Regions from separate parts of the Ostrinia nubilalis genome. Here region 1 is linked to region 2. Evidence: chromatin contacts called from public Hi-C data. All regions are on one chromosome and are shown on one strand. Each heading gives the region's core, a stretch centred on a gene start, on an enhancer-like site or on the middle of the called end of the contact. The rest is flanking DNA. Distances are from core to core; before and after follow the strand shown.

Evidence for each region. A called contact is a pair of places that touch in the nucleus more often than the background predicts.
Region 1: a contact with region 2 is called in a Hi-C map of whole body, with 4 times the contacts expected there. The contact joins the promoter of LOC135071988 here to the promoter of LOC135071986 in region 2. A contact is called at or near these places in 4 of 5 Hi-C or Micro-C datasets (whole body and whole larva).

Annotation. Positions count from the first base shown.
Region 1 is chr5:14,042,816-14,050,333 of ilOstNubi1.1, reverse strand. It overlaps LOC135071988 (E3 ubiquitin-protein ligase Bre1), which reads left to right and starts at 5,009. Exons shown (of 17, transcript XM_063965901.1): 1 at 5,009-5,200; 2 at 5,362-5,520; 3 at 5,869-6,055; 4 at 6,450-6,635. The coding sequence starts at 5,368. LOC135071989 (FGGY carbohydrate kinase domain-containing protein) reads left to right here and starts at 581. Exons shown (of 5, transcript XM_063965903.1): 1 at 581-987; 2 at 1,067-1,267; 3 at 1,348-2,213; 4 at 2,306-2,528; 5 at 3,569-4,115. The coding sequence starts at 1,082. The coding sequence ends at 3,928.
Region 2 is chr5:13,746,671-13,754,372 of ilOstNubi1.1, reverse strand. It overlaps LOC135071986 (ADP-ribosylation factor-like protein 6-interacting protein 1), which reads left to right and starts at 4,524. Exons shown (of 3, transcript XM_063965898.1): 1 at 4,524-4,714; 2 at 4,905-5,276; 3 at 5,426-5,760. The coding sequence starts at 4,688. The coding sequence ends at 5,611. LOC135072283 (fatty acid-binding protein-like) reads left to right here and starts at 1,695. Exons shown (of 5, transcript XM_063966224.1): 1 at 1,695-1,789; 2 at 2,018-2,115; 3 at 2,502-2,671; 4 at 3,107-3,217; 5 at 3,477-3,681. The coding sequence starts at 2,049. The coding sequence ends at 3,536. It overlaps LOC135071987 (inositol hexakisphosphate and diphosphoinositol-pentakisphosphate kinase), which reads right to left. Exons shown (of 28, transcript XM_063965899.1): 27 at 7,043-7,146; 28 at 5,990-6,945. The coding sequence ends at 6,385.

The sequences.
Region 1 (7,518 bases), core at 3,760-6,259, 300 kb before region 2:
GGAATCAATCTTTAAACAAATTATTTTAGCAAAATATGTGGACGATGAAAATTTGTGAGACTTGTCAAATTGACTTGAAGTTTAAAATTATGTGTTATCTCCATGTTGTCTCTGACACATCAGTGTTGTAACCTGTAAGTCATAGACAATAATCGGTAATTTAAATCGATTTTATTTCAATTATTCAATCATTTTTATTACTGATTGCATTTAAATAGATTTAAATAGGGTCTTAATCAACAACGTATTTTTTCTTCATTGAATGTACTACTAATTGTTTAATGCATTGCTTTATAAAGCATTATAAATTCTTTCTATAGGTACGTAAGTACTACAATAATTTCAATCCGCGATTAACGAGAGGTTTTGTCGCCTCACTAGGGCACAGATTAAAAATGTTTTAATGTCAGTTGGCCATATTTGTTTACATATAGGGAAATTTCTAAAGAATCCGACTTTAGTCTGTGGTTGTAGTTAATCTATTGTCTATACAGGTTAATTTGATCGATCGTTAAAATAAATATCTTTAACCGCGCGAAAATCTAAATAACTGTCATTTTTTTAGTTAAATTTTAGCCAGTGTAGGTATTTTGCTTCAAAAGTATATAAACAAAGAAAAGTAATCATACAGTAATGATTTTAAATTATGAAAATCCTTAAATTAAGTATAAATTAGTAATAATTATTTTGAATTGAAACTTATCTATCGCCTTCTATGGAAGTTCCTTTGCACGAAGTTGATCAATATCTTTACAATTCAAATTAAATGAAAGTTTAGTTCAAAGGACGACGAGGTTATCTCACAAGAGTCACGAGTAGGTACTTGCGAGTTGCGATGTAGCTCCAAGATATCTGATTGTCGGCCTTATGTTAATTATCTGAAACAAATAACAAGGTCATTACTTTATTGCCGTGTTTATATCTTAACTTATTATTGCGAAGAACTCTGCTATCTAAACATATAAATTTGCATTTCAGACGAAGTAAGTATGTTCCAATTTAATAATTTATTACAACTATGATTAACACTTTACAAATTTATAAACATAATGAAAAAAAATTTCAGCCTTATTTACCGGACATGGCCAGTGATATATTATTTGTTGGTGTGGATGTGGGCTCTGGTAGTGTTCGTGCTGCCCTTGTAGATCAAAAGGGACATGTGATAAACTCCAGTGTGAAAGAATTGCAAACATGGAAACCAAAACCAGATTACTATGAGCAGTCCTCTACAGATGTTTGGAACTGCTGTATCCATGTAATTAAAGTAAGTCTCTTAATTTAAAAAAAATTGTAAAATAGTTTTTTTCCTTTGATAATATTACTAACATTGAATATTATTTTCAGGATGTAGTGGCTGATGTGAACCCAAAAAGTATAAAAGGTATTGGATTTGATGCTACATGTTCTTTGGTGGCTTTGGACACAAACTGTAACCCTATCGCAGTAAGTAACTCAAACAATGATGAGCAGAATATCATTATGTGGATGGATCACAGAGCTCAAGCAGAGGCAGACTTGATAAATAAAGCCAATCATGATATTCTCAAGTACGTAGGCGGTAAAGTCAGTTTAGAAATGGAAATACCCAAGCTGCTGTGGTTGAAGAAACATCTCCCTCAAAAATGGTCAAATTTTGGCTACTTCTTTGATTTACCTGACTTTCTGACATGGAAAGCTACGGGATCAATGACTCGATCTCTTTGCTCTCTTGTGTGCAAATGGAACTATGAATGTTCTATAGATGGCAAACAGGGATGGAATGTGAGTTACCTGCGTGAAATTGGATTAGAAGACCTTGCACATAATGACTTCCAAAAAATTGGAAACAAGGTCTTGATGCCAGGAGAAAAATGTGGCGGTCTGTTAGACGATGTTGCTAAAGTGTTGGGGCTGTGTGCAGGCACTCCTGTAGCAGCTTCCATCATTGATGCTCACGCTGGTGGTCTCGGTATGATAGGCACAAATGGTGAAGGAATTGACAAAGACATGTCCAATAGACTGAGTTTGATATGTGGCACTTCCACATGTCACATGGCTGTGAATAAAAATGCTGTGATGGTTGAAGGTATTTGGGGTCCTTATTTCAGTGCAATGGTGCCGAACATGTGGCTTAATGAAGCCGGACAAAGCGCTTCTGGTATGTTGCTAGACTATATAATATCAAGTCACCCAGCTGGGATTGAGCTATTGAAGAAATACAGTACTGGAGAGTAAGTACATATCTATTTTAATATCTATCAGTAAACGACAATAGTAATAGAATTGAACTATGACTACAATTTTAACCTCTTATTGTTTTTAGTGTTCGCAGCCATTTACGGAAGCTGCTTGTGAAAATGGCACAAGCCCAAGGACTGAAAGATGTGAGCTTGTTGACTAAAGATTTCCATGTATGGCCTGATTTTCATGGTAATAGATCACCATTGGCTGACCCTACCATGAAGGGGATGGTAATAGGACTCACTATTAATAGTAGTGAAGAGAATCTGGCATTATTGTATCTAGCCACATTGCAGGGTTTGTCGGTAAGCATAAAGGTCACAGCACACTTATCAAACTGGAAAGAGATCAACACCCTATCGCCTTTCGCCGCGAGGCGAGGCGTTTACGTTATGGACCGCCTCATGTTGATACGGTTACGATCCGTTTCCGGGTTGATAGGTGTGCTTCGTCCTTAACAGTCCCAGTTCCACAGGATTTGTAGAATGTAATTAGTAGAGATGAAACGGATATCCGGTAACTATCCGGTAGGCCGGATATCCGGCCTAAATTTACTATCCGGCCGGATACCGGATAGTAACTCACTATCCGGCCGGATACCGGATATATAAAAACTACGACAATTTCCTATAATAAAATGAAATACATTAATCTTTTATGGTAAATATCAATAAAATGGCTTATAATAATAACGGCTTTTATTTAAAGTCCAAAAAGCCATATTAAGGCCTTTCAAAAAACTTATTTCTTATTTACTGTAATGACGAATACGTAAATAGTAAATATCTGTTAATGTCGAAATATTGCCAAATAAAATAGGCGATCTGTTTTTTACTGATGGTCTGATGACACGATGCAGTTCAGTTTGATGACAATGTAGCAGTTCAACTAATTTAATTTTCGCTATTCAATTACACACTCGCGATGGCAACCGAAATCGCCCAATTTCATCAGCCCCCTAGACACGTGGCAAAATCTGACATTCTATTCAAACGGATTCGATTTTCGAAAAGTGTGACTTCTCTAGTCTACTAGACCCACTGATCGCGTTCAAAGCTCCTGTGCGGCGCTAAACTCGTCACGACATGCAACGTGACAATGGGCCAACTATCCGGCCGCCGGATATCCGGCTATCCGGCCTAGCAGCTCGCCGGATATCCGGTATCCGGTATCCGGCCAAACAACTATCCGTTTCATCTCTAGTAATTAGTGAGTTGAGTGAGTGTTGTCAAGTGTACCTAATATTGATAACAGAGTTGATGCTTTCTAATACCTTCAAGTTTGTTTCATAATTGAAAGGCCTAGAACTTCATAAACGGTACTAAAATTGTGTTTTTCGTTCCAGTATGGCACGAGACACATCATGGACGCCTTAGTGTCGGCTGGTTATGATGCATTTAAGTCACTATTAATATGTGGTGGTATCACAAAGGATTCTCTCTTTGTGCAAACTCAAGCAGATGCAGTTGGATTACCTATTTTGAAACCGCACGAAAAAGAATCTGTGCTGGTTGGTTCAGCTATACTAGGAGCTTGTGCCTCGCAGTACTTTAACAACGTCCAAGATGCTATTCAAAACATGGGTGGTACAGCTGAAGTTATCTCTCCAAATCCTGCTCTGAAACCCTATCATGATAAAAAATATAGGGTCTTCCTAAGGATGTTTCAGGACCAATTAAAATACAGAAATATTATGAACTCATGAATCATCAAGTTTAGGTACGATTTATTAAGTTTTATTATATTGAGTAATATGTTTTCTTTTATTATAAATTATTTTATTATTCCTAATTTACTATTTTATGTTGAAATACTCGTAATAATGTCTTCCATTAATAATATTACCTTTATTAGAAAATTATTACTTTATTTTATTAAATAAATATCCGAAAGATTAATTTTATTTATACATAATTTTACTATCCGTTCGCGATAAGTTTGCCGCTGGCGATATGACGTCACTCGAAGGAATGCGTCTATAACTTTAGCAAACTGTATTAAAAATATTTTTTATTTATTAATATTGATAAAAATTGTGTATTTGCGAAAATAAAACACTTAATTGTGTTTAATCACTAACAAATTGCGTTTAATCGCGGTTGGAGGAGGGGACGCGCATTCCACGGACAGGCAAACTTAGCGCGAACGGGTAGTAGCTTCCGTTTCCCCCAAACTCCGGACCGGACAGACAGGCAAAAGTGGCCTTTTGAGAAAGGCGGTACTTGTAAAGGCCACGCCTTCTGCCTGTTGACCATTGACTGTCAAGTGAAAAAAATTACATGAAAAAATAATAGTAACATTTTGTATGATGATGACCTCCTTTCTCCAGTCAGATGTACCCAAAGGTCTCAGGTTCGATTCTCAGAAGGGGCAAAATATTCTACTCTGGTTGGTGGTAGGGCTTGTTTTAGGTCCGCCTCCGCCTAGCTAGCTGCCATCATCCTTCTGTCGCTATAATGTTATCAGCCAACTTTTCATCATAGAATGCTAAAAAATATCTAAATTAATACACTAAAATCAATAAATAAAAAGATCTATCATGTAGATGGCGCTCTTGCAGTTGATTCTCTGTTTTTTATAATTTATATACTGGAAAGTGATACATTGTTCAAGTTATATACTTTAAATAATTTTGTTCTAGATCCTTCATTAGCTGGTTTCTCCAACGCTTAGTAATAACACTCGTTAAGTTAATAAAATCTACCCGTATTATTTTCTCCGCCAATATCGATATCGAATCAACAGGAGAAAAATATCGATACTTGCCACACTATTACTATTATTTTTTATCTGTGGAGGGTGGAGCTAAGGTGGTTTGGGAAATCGAAATTCTGGTTGTTTTATGAAATAATTTGCTTGATTCATGTAAATAATTAGCAAAATGATCGATTTACTTAGTTACTTACATTGTATCTGCAGCGGTATTGTTAATTGGAACTAAAATTCAGCTTTCCAGATTGTCAATATTGACAAGCAGGTATGTAGGACTCGGCAAAATTGTGTGAGCGTTGATTACAAGGATTCCCTTTATCACCTCATATCATTTTAATTTGTTCGGGTTGTCTAGGATCAATAGCATCTTTTCGTGTTTAGGCCTAATTATTGTTGTTCTAAGTACATAAAAGTAAATGTTTTCAGGTTAAAATGTCGAAGCGTACAGCCGACGAGAGCGGCAATGGCAGTAGCCAGCCTGCTATCAAGAAAGTTCATTTTGAACCCCATCTCATCGGGCCCGTCTCCACACTGGAAGAAATGGACATCAAAGTCCTACAGTTTCAGAACAAGAAGTTGGCACAGGTGATGTACCAACTGGGTATTGTTTGCTAATAAGAATGATCTATTTACAAGATTTTTGTAACTAGTTAAATAGATTGCTTTAATGTAACATCTACAACAATCAGCTGTTCATCAACTGTTTAGTGTTTGAGGTCAACTCACTAATCCCTACTAACAAACTATGGATGAAAGTCTGAAATAAATTATTTATTATTATTATTATTATTAATAAGCATTGAACATAATATTTCAATTATTTTCATGAAGATTGTACTCCAATCTTAATAAACTTATGTTCTTTTGTTGTTTCACAATTAAATGTTTTTTACTGGAGACAAGGAATTTTTAATAATAATTTTGTTTTTGTAGCGCATTGAACAACGCCACAGATGTGAAGCGGAGCTTCGGGCTCGAATAGAACAGCTAGAAAAACGGCAAACACAAGATGATGCGGTTCTTTGTGTAGTGAATCGCTACTGGAATCTGCTAAATGAGGATATCAGAGTTCTATTGCAACGTTTTGATGCTGAGACTGCTGATGAGTCTGAAAATAAAAGTAAGTTCTTGTTTTTTTATGATTTATTATTAATCACATATTTTCATAGTTCAATTGAGTCAAAAATGCATTTGTGGTTAGTTTTCACAGTTCACAGTGTTCAGTGTTGGCTTTGCATAATCCTACACAGTTTGGTTAGATTTAAAGAAAAAAATATTTGCTAAAATCATAGCAAATAAATAAGTGCTCCTCACACAGTTGTACCTGTTTTAATCTTTAATTAAAAGTGAATTGTTAATCTCAATCAAGATGTTATGAAAGTTTAGGTTATATGAATCACAAGCCGCTATAGGCATCTATCATGATTAAATTAAACGAATAACTGAACATTATACAAATATTTAAAGTACAATCATAGTTATAAGTATCAAGAAAAAGACATTTAACTTTTTAGATGAAAATGAAGCGACCACTTCGTTTTTAATGCAATTGTCGACGTGGGACAAAGAGGAGCTTGACGCTCAGCTAGCGAACCGAGTACAAGTGAGCAAACGAGCAGTGGCAAAAGTCCTCCAGGCGTTTGACAGGCTCCAGCAGCGGAACGATAAGATATGGCGCGCTATAAAGGGAGAAGGCGAAGGTACGCATAACTGTCTATTTATCATTTTAATACTTATGTTATAATGGGCTGAAGCTAATTCCTTGTTGTCAAATTTGGTTATAGCAAAAAAGTCTAAATCAGTTACACAGAAAATAAACATGTCATGTAAAATAATGTTAAACCTAAACATTAGGATACAAGATGTCCTCCAACAATAAAAACTCACTCAATGCTCTTTATTTACATAATGCATGATGATACAATGTTGCCCATTTTGTTATTGAGATGAACTTATGTCGCATAGAATCCGTAATAATATATATCTCAGACAACACATGCAGCAACATTTACGCAGAGATAACTGGAATAATAATATTCAAGCAGGAATAGTAATTTCAATATTTGGGGCAATTATTCAAACTCCACTGTGTCTCTTGAAACACTAGACATAAGCAAAACAACTGTTCTTCAAATACACCCCATTGAATGGCTTACAAAGTTTGCCAATGACATAAAGTTGTGGGATCCCTGATTGAATGAAAGCCTTTTCCATTTCATTCCTCTTTTCCTCTCCCAGGCTAGACGCCAGTTATTTCTGAAGCCATTAAAAAAAGTATTATATTGCATAGCTCTAGCGCTTGGCCTCAGTGCAGAGAATGATATTTATTACGTCAAAATTTGTATGCTCTGTCAGTGTCACGTTATAATATGTCAAAATCACCCCTCCCGTGCTGCTCCCATACCTCAGGCACTCTCTTAGTTGAGCGCTAGAGCTGTCTAATCTGCTGTAAGTCTGCTCAACCCCAGGCCCCCAGAAAGAATTTTAAGTGCTCTGCACAAGGTATGGTTTGATCTTAATAATGAGGGCTATCTTTTTTATACTTAACAGTTGGCACCCCTGGCGATTGACAGGACCTTACTC
Region 2 (7,702 bases), core at 3,275-5,774:
TATAACTCTGAATTACGAATTTACCGAAATAAAAAGTGTGTTTGTGATAAAAGCAATCCTTGATTTTATATTAGGTTTCAGAACGAACTTCATTACGCAACGTTGTCAAACAAATGTCACCATTCACCAGTGTTGTCAAAATTGCGTTATTGAATTGAAATCCATTTGAATATTCAATTTGTATATTTTTTAATGTTCTAGAATTTTGAATAAATAAGAATAAAATATAAATAAAAGAGTATTATTATCAAAAATATTTATTGATATTTAACCAAAGTTTTAATGTTAGCGCTTGACAAACTTTTTCAACTTTCTCTTGTGTTATAATATTATGTCTAAAAAATTATAAAAAAACAACTACTTCATAGGATTGGCTAAGATTTTCTATAAGTTCTGCTATTTTGTAAATGTCTAACACTAGTGAATAGGAATTTGAGATAACATCAAATATGATTTTTACCTTAGTTATGTAAGATGAAGCTGCCTCTGAGGTGTAGACCCAAAGGGCCAAGGATCTAATTCCCAGTGAGGGTAGATTTTCCTGTTTGGTTTGGTTAGTGGTAGGTCTTGTTCTTAGCCCGCCTGGCTAGCTGCCATCATTTTAATTAGGTCTGTCACCATAACACCAATGTAAATACTAAATAGCATTGTTCCGTTCCGGCAGTTAGATGTATTATGTTAGCCTAGCCAGTTCCTCTGTGGTTGAAGATTCCAGGTGAAGCTCGCTTCCATCTTCCATCTTAGGCCTGATCATCACTTTCATTTTTGTGAAATGTGGATAAAAAAGCGCTTGATTGAAGACTATTCATCTAGGTCTCTAGGCGATAAGAATCGTGTTATCATTAATCGTGATAAAAATATTTCAATTGATATGGATATGAGCTGTCAATGTAAATTGAACTATGTACTGCAACTAGAGATGGGTAGTGGGTAAAAACCCATTTCACCCGATTGGGTTAAAACTGGGTGATTTGGGTAAAAACCCGGTTTTTACCCATTATCACCCATTCTGGTGGGTGAAAACAAAAATAGCGTTTTTTTAAAGTGAGAAGTGGTATTTGTTGCTAAGGGGGCGTTCTAGTGTTACGTAATGCAATCTGGGGGGAGAGGAGGTCTTGAAAAACGTTACAATGCGTTACAGTGGCGGAAGGGCGGTTCGATTTCAAGTTTTTAAGCAGAAGTACTTTGTAGTTGGTGTTGTTATTTGTAACTTTATACCGTAATGTCATCAAAGAGAGTTTGGCATCTTTGGCATCCCCCCCCCCCTCCCCTCCATGTCCTTGCCATGATCACAAATTATTGTGTTCCTACTAAATTTCTTCTAAATCGGTTCAACGATTCTTGAAATAACACCATTTTATAAAATAATTGGTCACACATCATCATAACGTGATCAATTTTACGATTTGGCCACGATGTAAATGCATATTAGTGTTAAATTTGACTTATTACTTATTAATCAATAAACTTAAATGAGAAAAATTCAATAAAAATAAAGAAAAGATATCAATTGAAATAATTATAAAATTATTTGTTTTCACCCGGTGTAAACACCCACGGGTGGAATGAAACGGGTTTTTATTGGGTTTTTACCCTCATGTGGGTTTTTACCCGGGTGGAAACCCATCTCTAACTGCAACTGTTGCGACTACATTACTAGTCTATAAACAAAAAAAGTAAAAAGTCAATGTGGTGAGCGAGCGAGTTTGTTTTCTTTTTCTCCAAAACAAATAAAATTAATAATCTTACTTAAATTTGTATTACCGCAGCTGTAAAGGTTCTTGAAAAGGTATATAATAATTATTGTAATATTTATATATTAATTAAATTGGTTGTCAGAAACTTTGATACGCATAGCTACATGTAAATTTTGTTCAAGTTTTATCACTTTATCTGAATACGTGATTGATAATAATTATTATATCATTTACTTTATCAATAACACACACCGCTGTATCATTTAAGTAGGTAATAATTAGCTACTTTAATTAATTGTGGAACCATAATTTTATTTCAGTTTTTAGGTCAGCACTGCTCAAAACTTTCCAATGTCTATCCCTGGAAAATATCAGCATTACAAAAATGAAAATATTGATGAATATTTTATTGCAGTTGGTAAGTTTTAGTTAATAAAATAGTAAGAATTAAATAAGTAACAGCTTAAAGATTGTAGGTAGAGATTGCTGCAGTTGCTAAGCAATTAATAGCATGTCTCAGAAGTTCGTATGATAAAAGTAAAATTTTAATAGCCAACTGTTAGGTAATATTAAAATCCGTTTTATTTATTTTAAAGAAATTAACAGGTGACTGTTAAACACTAAAACTAGTACAATTTATGTTTTTATTAGTTATTAACTATACAAATATTACATTAATTAGTTTTTCCCAGAATCCTTTGGAAGTGTTGAAATAATTTAATAAGTTACATTGATTAAATTAATATTAATATTAAAGGAAAAATGTGAGACAGTTTTTTTAAGTAAGGCTTCATACTGTTTCAGGTGTCCCATTCATGGGTCGGAAAATGATGGCAATGTCATCACCACTAATGGAAATAACCCTAGATGGTGAAACAATGACCATCAAAACCTCTTCGCTCATAAGAACTGTACAGTATTCGTTCAAGCTTGGCGAAGAGTATGAAGAAACTATGCCTAATAGTGTCATCAAGGTAAAGTAAAATATTTAATGTAAAAATTATAAATGAAGCATGACAAAGAAAGAAGTAGTGTGGGTCAAGTGTAAAGGATCAGCAGAAATTACATGGAAAATTATTTATTCAAACCAACATAAGAGGTGAACCTGAAAAGACATTGATTGGATATTCTCTCCCAACTACTTTTTTGGATGCAAACCAAATTGAAAGAATAAGTAAATTATCTTAATTCAGTTAAATAAATTCAACCATTGATTTATTGATTTGTCATGCTTAATTTTACGTTAGTTCATTTGCCGTAATCGCAGGGCGGCGATTGACGTCATGATGATTATGCTTAATGATTTTGCAAGACTGAAATTAATATCATGATTAACTTTGTAGTAACACAAGTAAACTAAAATTCTATGATAAATTAGTTTTATTAATGAGTTGTTTCTTTATTTACAGAGTGTTACAACTTTAGTGAACGACCATGAAGTAAAGACAGACTCAGTGATTCCAGAAAGCGGCGACAAATGTGGTCGTCATTATTTATTCACTGAAGATGAATGTGTTGTAGTAAGTAGAAATTAACCCCCTTACTAATAAAACTTACACGCTCGTTGATCAGTGGTATAAAGTGACGTTTAGTATGGAAATGTCATTTTAAAACAGTGTTCAACAACTGTGTAACTTTTTATTAGTAAGGGGGTTAGTGTTTATAAAAATATCGCATCATAATGATAGATGAAAAATTACAATCATTTTAACGCAACACATGAGATTGCTTATGGAGATTTCGATTCTGTTGATTAACAATTTATTATTTTATTTTCAGACTCTTACACATGAAAAAGCTAATGTTCCAGGCAAGAGGTATTTCCGCAGGGTGAAATAAACAGTGAAACATCAGTTTTTCCATTAGATTAAGATGTAATAATTAAAATATTCCAGTTTATTTAAGTAAATCTGATAAAATGTAATTTGCTACTAGGTGACGCCAGTACTGTAACTGGTTTTATAATACTATGCCTTGGTGTGGATATAGTTTATAACTATTGATTATTCCAAAATTTTCTCCAGATATTTTAGATGAGTTTTAGTTTCTATTTACAGTTTATAGAATTAACAGAACAATTATAATTATGATAGGAGTAAGTAGGTATTCTACTTATGTTGTTTCGTTCGACATATAAGTTGTAATTTCGGTAGCAACGACGATTGATAAAGTCGGGCCTATTTTGTCGTTAGCCTACTTGATGTTATTCACCAAACATTAATTATAAGCCCCAAAGTTTTGTGTTTGTTAAAATGGAAACTATCTCCTGCTTTCTATGGCTCTCTTTCGCCTGGCATGCGATTTAGAACCTTTTGTTATCAAAACAGTTACGATTTGGTGAAAATAATATGAAAATTGCATAATATGGTTTTGATTCTGGTTTCAAACTTTTTAAGATTAAAAATGGTTGTTTGATCAAGCTAGTTATTTGGAGTAGTCAATACATACTTATTTTATTTTTAAGAAATTATTACTTTTATACGAGTTTTTGATGTAAATATTTATTAAAATATTACTATGGTTATATTTTGTTGTTTTTATACCATACATTTTTCATATCCTAAAACTACCTACTCAATACGAATCGATAAGAGTTAGGTCTAGCAAAAAAGGCATACTTTCAAATGTTTACCCGACTGCGACAGAAGGAGTGTTATGTTTTTCACTTTTCACTCGGTTTCCAGTCAAGCTCAAGTTGATGTCGCCTCCTTTTTGACAAAGATGAAGCTAGAAGCGCCATCTGTAATTTTGTTAACTCAACGCTATTACTCAAGGTGAGTATCGATAAAATGAATTGGTTTCGCACATCACTACACTGTCATCTCTGCTGTTTAATCTGTGCATCGATCTGCCACTTTTCACCATTTTTCTCGGCCCGCCTGGTTGGGATTTGTTTTGAAGAATTTAATTAGAGCGAAAGCGCTGCTTTTTCCCCTTTTATAACTTGCCTACGAGTAAATTGGACTAATAAATCTGAAATTACATTAAAAATGGCTGATATCGTTCTACAAGACCAGGTAATTTAATTAATTCCAAAGAAATTTAAGAACATTCTTGATCTTATGAATAATTTCTATTGTACCTTCTTTTCTCATTTCTAAATTATTTATTCGTATTTATCGTTTACATTTATTACCTAAACTGTATAGCTCACTCATCTCAAAAATCTGTAAAATTAAAGTAGGCACTTATTATTCTTTGTTCTAGGAGCAGCAAGTAAAAAAATTGAAAAGGTTTTTAGAGGGCTGGCGTGTAGCCCTGATACCGCTAAAATCAATCATTTTATGGGAGCAACAATGGCATCCATGTGCTATAATTGGCACAGTCTCATTTCTGTACCTTTTAATTTGGCTACTGGATATGAGTTCTTTGGCTACCTTTGCTTTGGTAGGACTCATGCTGAACTTTGTTGACTTCATCGTCCCGGTCATATGTAACTCACTCTACGGCCCAGCATCCTGGACTGGCCAAAAGGAGAAGATGTTTGAAGAAATATGCCGGAGTATTGTAGTACACTACAACAAAACATTGAACCAGATTAGATCCTTTTACTCTTTGAGGGATACCAGTCCATGCATGGTAAGATTCAATTTTATGATTCCTGAAACTACCTCCATTCAGTATAATTAAGCTGAAATAGTATTAGATCTGAAAATTAGTTCATTATCAACAAGACAAATTCTAATGACCTTAGGACCCCAGTTCTAATGATATTTTGTTGTTTTCAGTACTATATAATTTCCATCAGTATGCTGTGCACCTTGGCTTGGATTTCGTCGTCAATCAGCAACATTTTCCTGCTGTACATTCTCTCGACGGTGATGCTTCTGTGGCCCGGCATACAGCACCGTGGTATTTTCAACGCCTTTTTATCTCTTATTCACATGGCACCAAAACTGGTCAAGTCAGAGTAGGATGTGCAAACATTAATTTATTTTAGCTTTTAAAGGTGTAATGAGTCTGGTCAGTAAGATTTTAAGTTAAGCTTAGCTTATTCATTACTTTATTGAGCTTTAAAATATATTGTGTGATATTATTGGTTAAATTAAAAAGATGTATCTAAGTAATTGTTTTAATTAAATCCTATTTAGTGTTAATTTGAAGAATATTTAATTTTGTAAGTATAAATAAGTGCATTGAAATTATTTGAAATGCAACATAGGTAGATTTTCTTTACTTGTATTGTTGTTGGGTCTACCTCCAGTTAGCAATTGAATATGGATCCAATAAAAGTAAAATATTCTTATAACTGAAAATCTAATTAAAGAGTAGGCAAAAAAATATGTACAAAGTTATGAAGAATACATTTTATTTTTCAAATCCTTATACTAATTTTACAAAGTATATGACATAAGAGTTGTGTTTTGAGAAACACTGATATGATTTGCATCCTAAAAGCATTTGATTGCATATTGCGTTACTAAGCTTCTGTTGGCTCTGGTCGGTGTTCACAATCTGAAAATGTTTACTTTGTTAAAATACTTTTGTTTGATTTCATACTGTTAGAATCCTTCAATAAGCTTCAATAAATATTCCACTAATTTATGTTTCTATAATAAAACACTATTTTTAGTTAGATTATATTCGCCAATAAATGAGATTGTTGTAAAAAATTTCATTATCAAAATCCTTCATACAGCTTTGCTGTATAAACTCTCACTACCCAGAGTATCTAATTGCGAAAAGTTTATGAATCCTCAATATTGAAGCCAGCCTTGACTGTGACGTTATTGGCTTTGGTGAGCAGCGGCTCGGCTGGCTCGACTTCTGCTAGGTTAGGCAAATTACTGTTAGACTTACTCGACGTACCCGCTTTCAAAGTATCTTCCGTAACTAAAGTGGTCGTGAACCTACTGCCCGCGACCACCGCTTGCGAACTAATGTTACTTTTGTGTGCGCTACTGTCGCTATATCTTCTACTTCCATTGTTGAGTGTGTCGTTTTTCTTATTGGCGCCATCGTTATTGCTTTGCGTCGATGGCTCTGTGCACACGTCGGTTTTGGAGCATTTGTTTTTGACGTCGGTCTCTAGGTTGTAGTTCTTGCTGCTGGACGGCATGTCTTTGTGGAAGGTTTCCTTGGTCTGGTGCGCATTGAGGCCGTAGAAGTCTGGAGTGCGGCTGCAACCAGCCGTAGGAGGCTCTGGTGCAATGAACTTTAGCGGACTGAGGTCGTTCTTGATCAACTTTAGCGGAGCTTCGTTGGGATCCACAGATAAAGTTTCCTCGTCGTCCTCGCCCTCAGCGCTCTGAAACAATAGGCGTATTTCAATTACCTAAATAAAAAAATAAATTGATAGATTAGAAACTGATAACTTCAAAATGCAGGTCAATTATAATACATACCAACAGATCGTGATCAGTGATGGAGCCGGCGGTGGCCTCGTTGCTGTTGAAGTCCAGCTCCGACGCCAGCGACACCGGCGTCACGTCCCCGCTAATAGACGAACCTACGTGACAATCACATGTTAAGATTTTATAACACACTAGGATCCTCGTAAAATATAGCTGGACGGCTCTGGGGACACATGGGCGGAGCTTTCGTGGTTGGTCATATTCTCAGAAATCTACGGACTATGAGAGCGCTTGTAGACGTCCGTTTTTTCACCGGACGACGGACCGATTTTTTCACCGGATTTAGCGGTAGCGTATGGTTTATAATGAACGTGTGCACATGCATCGGACATAGGTCCGGCGAGAAAATTGACAGCAAACAAAGGATATCCGTTTTTTGACGGTCCGTCGTCCGGTGAAAAAACGGATGTCTACAAACGGCCTTAGGGGAATAGCTATTCATTATTATATCGAGAGGCTACATAAGATCAATAGAATATAACACTAACGATAACGTCCCGTTTATCATCCATTATACATACATAGATATTTCTAACAATACTAAAGTTAATATTTTTATTGACGTCACGGACTAATTAAATATACATGCAGATAAGACAGTCGGCACATTACACCGGCCATTGACTGATGAGCTGTGCAACAATCACGGGA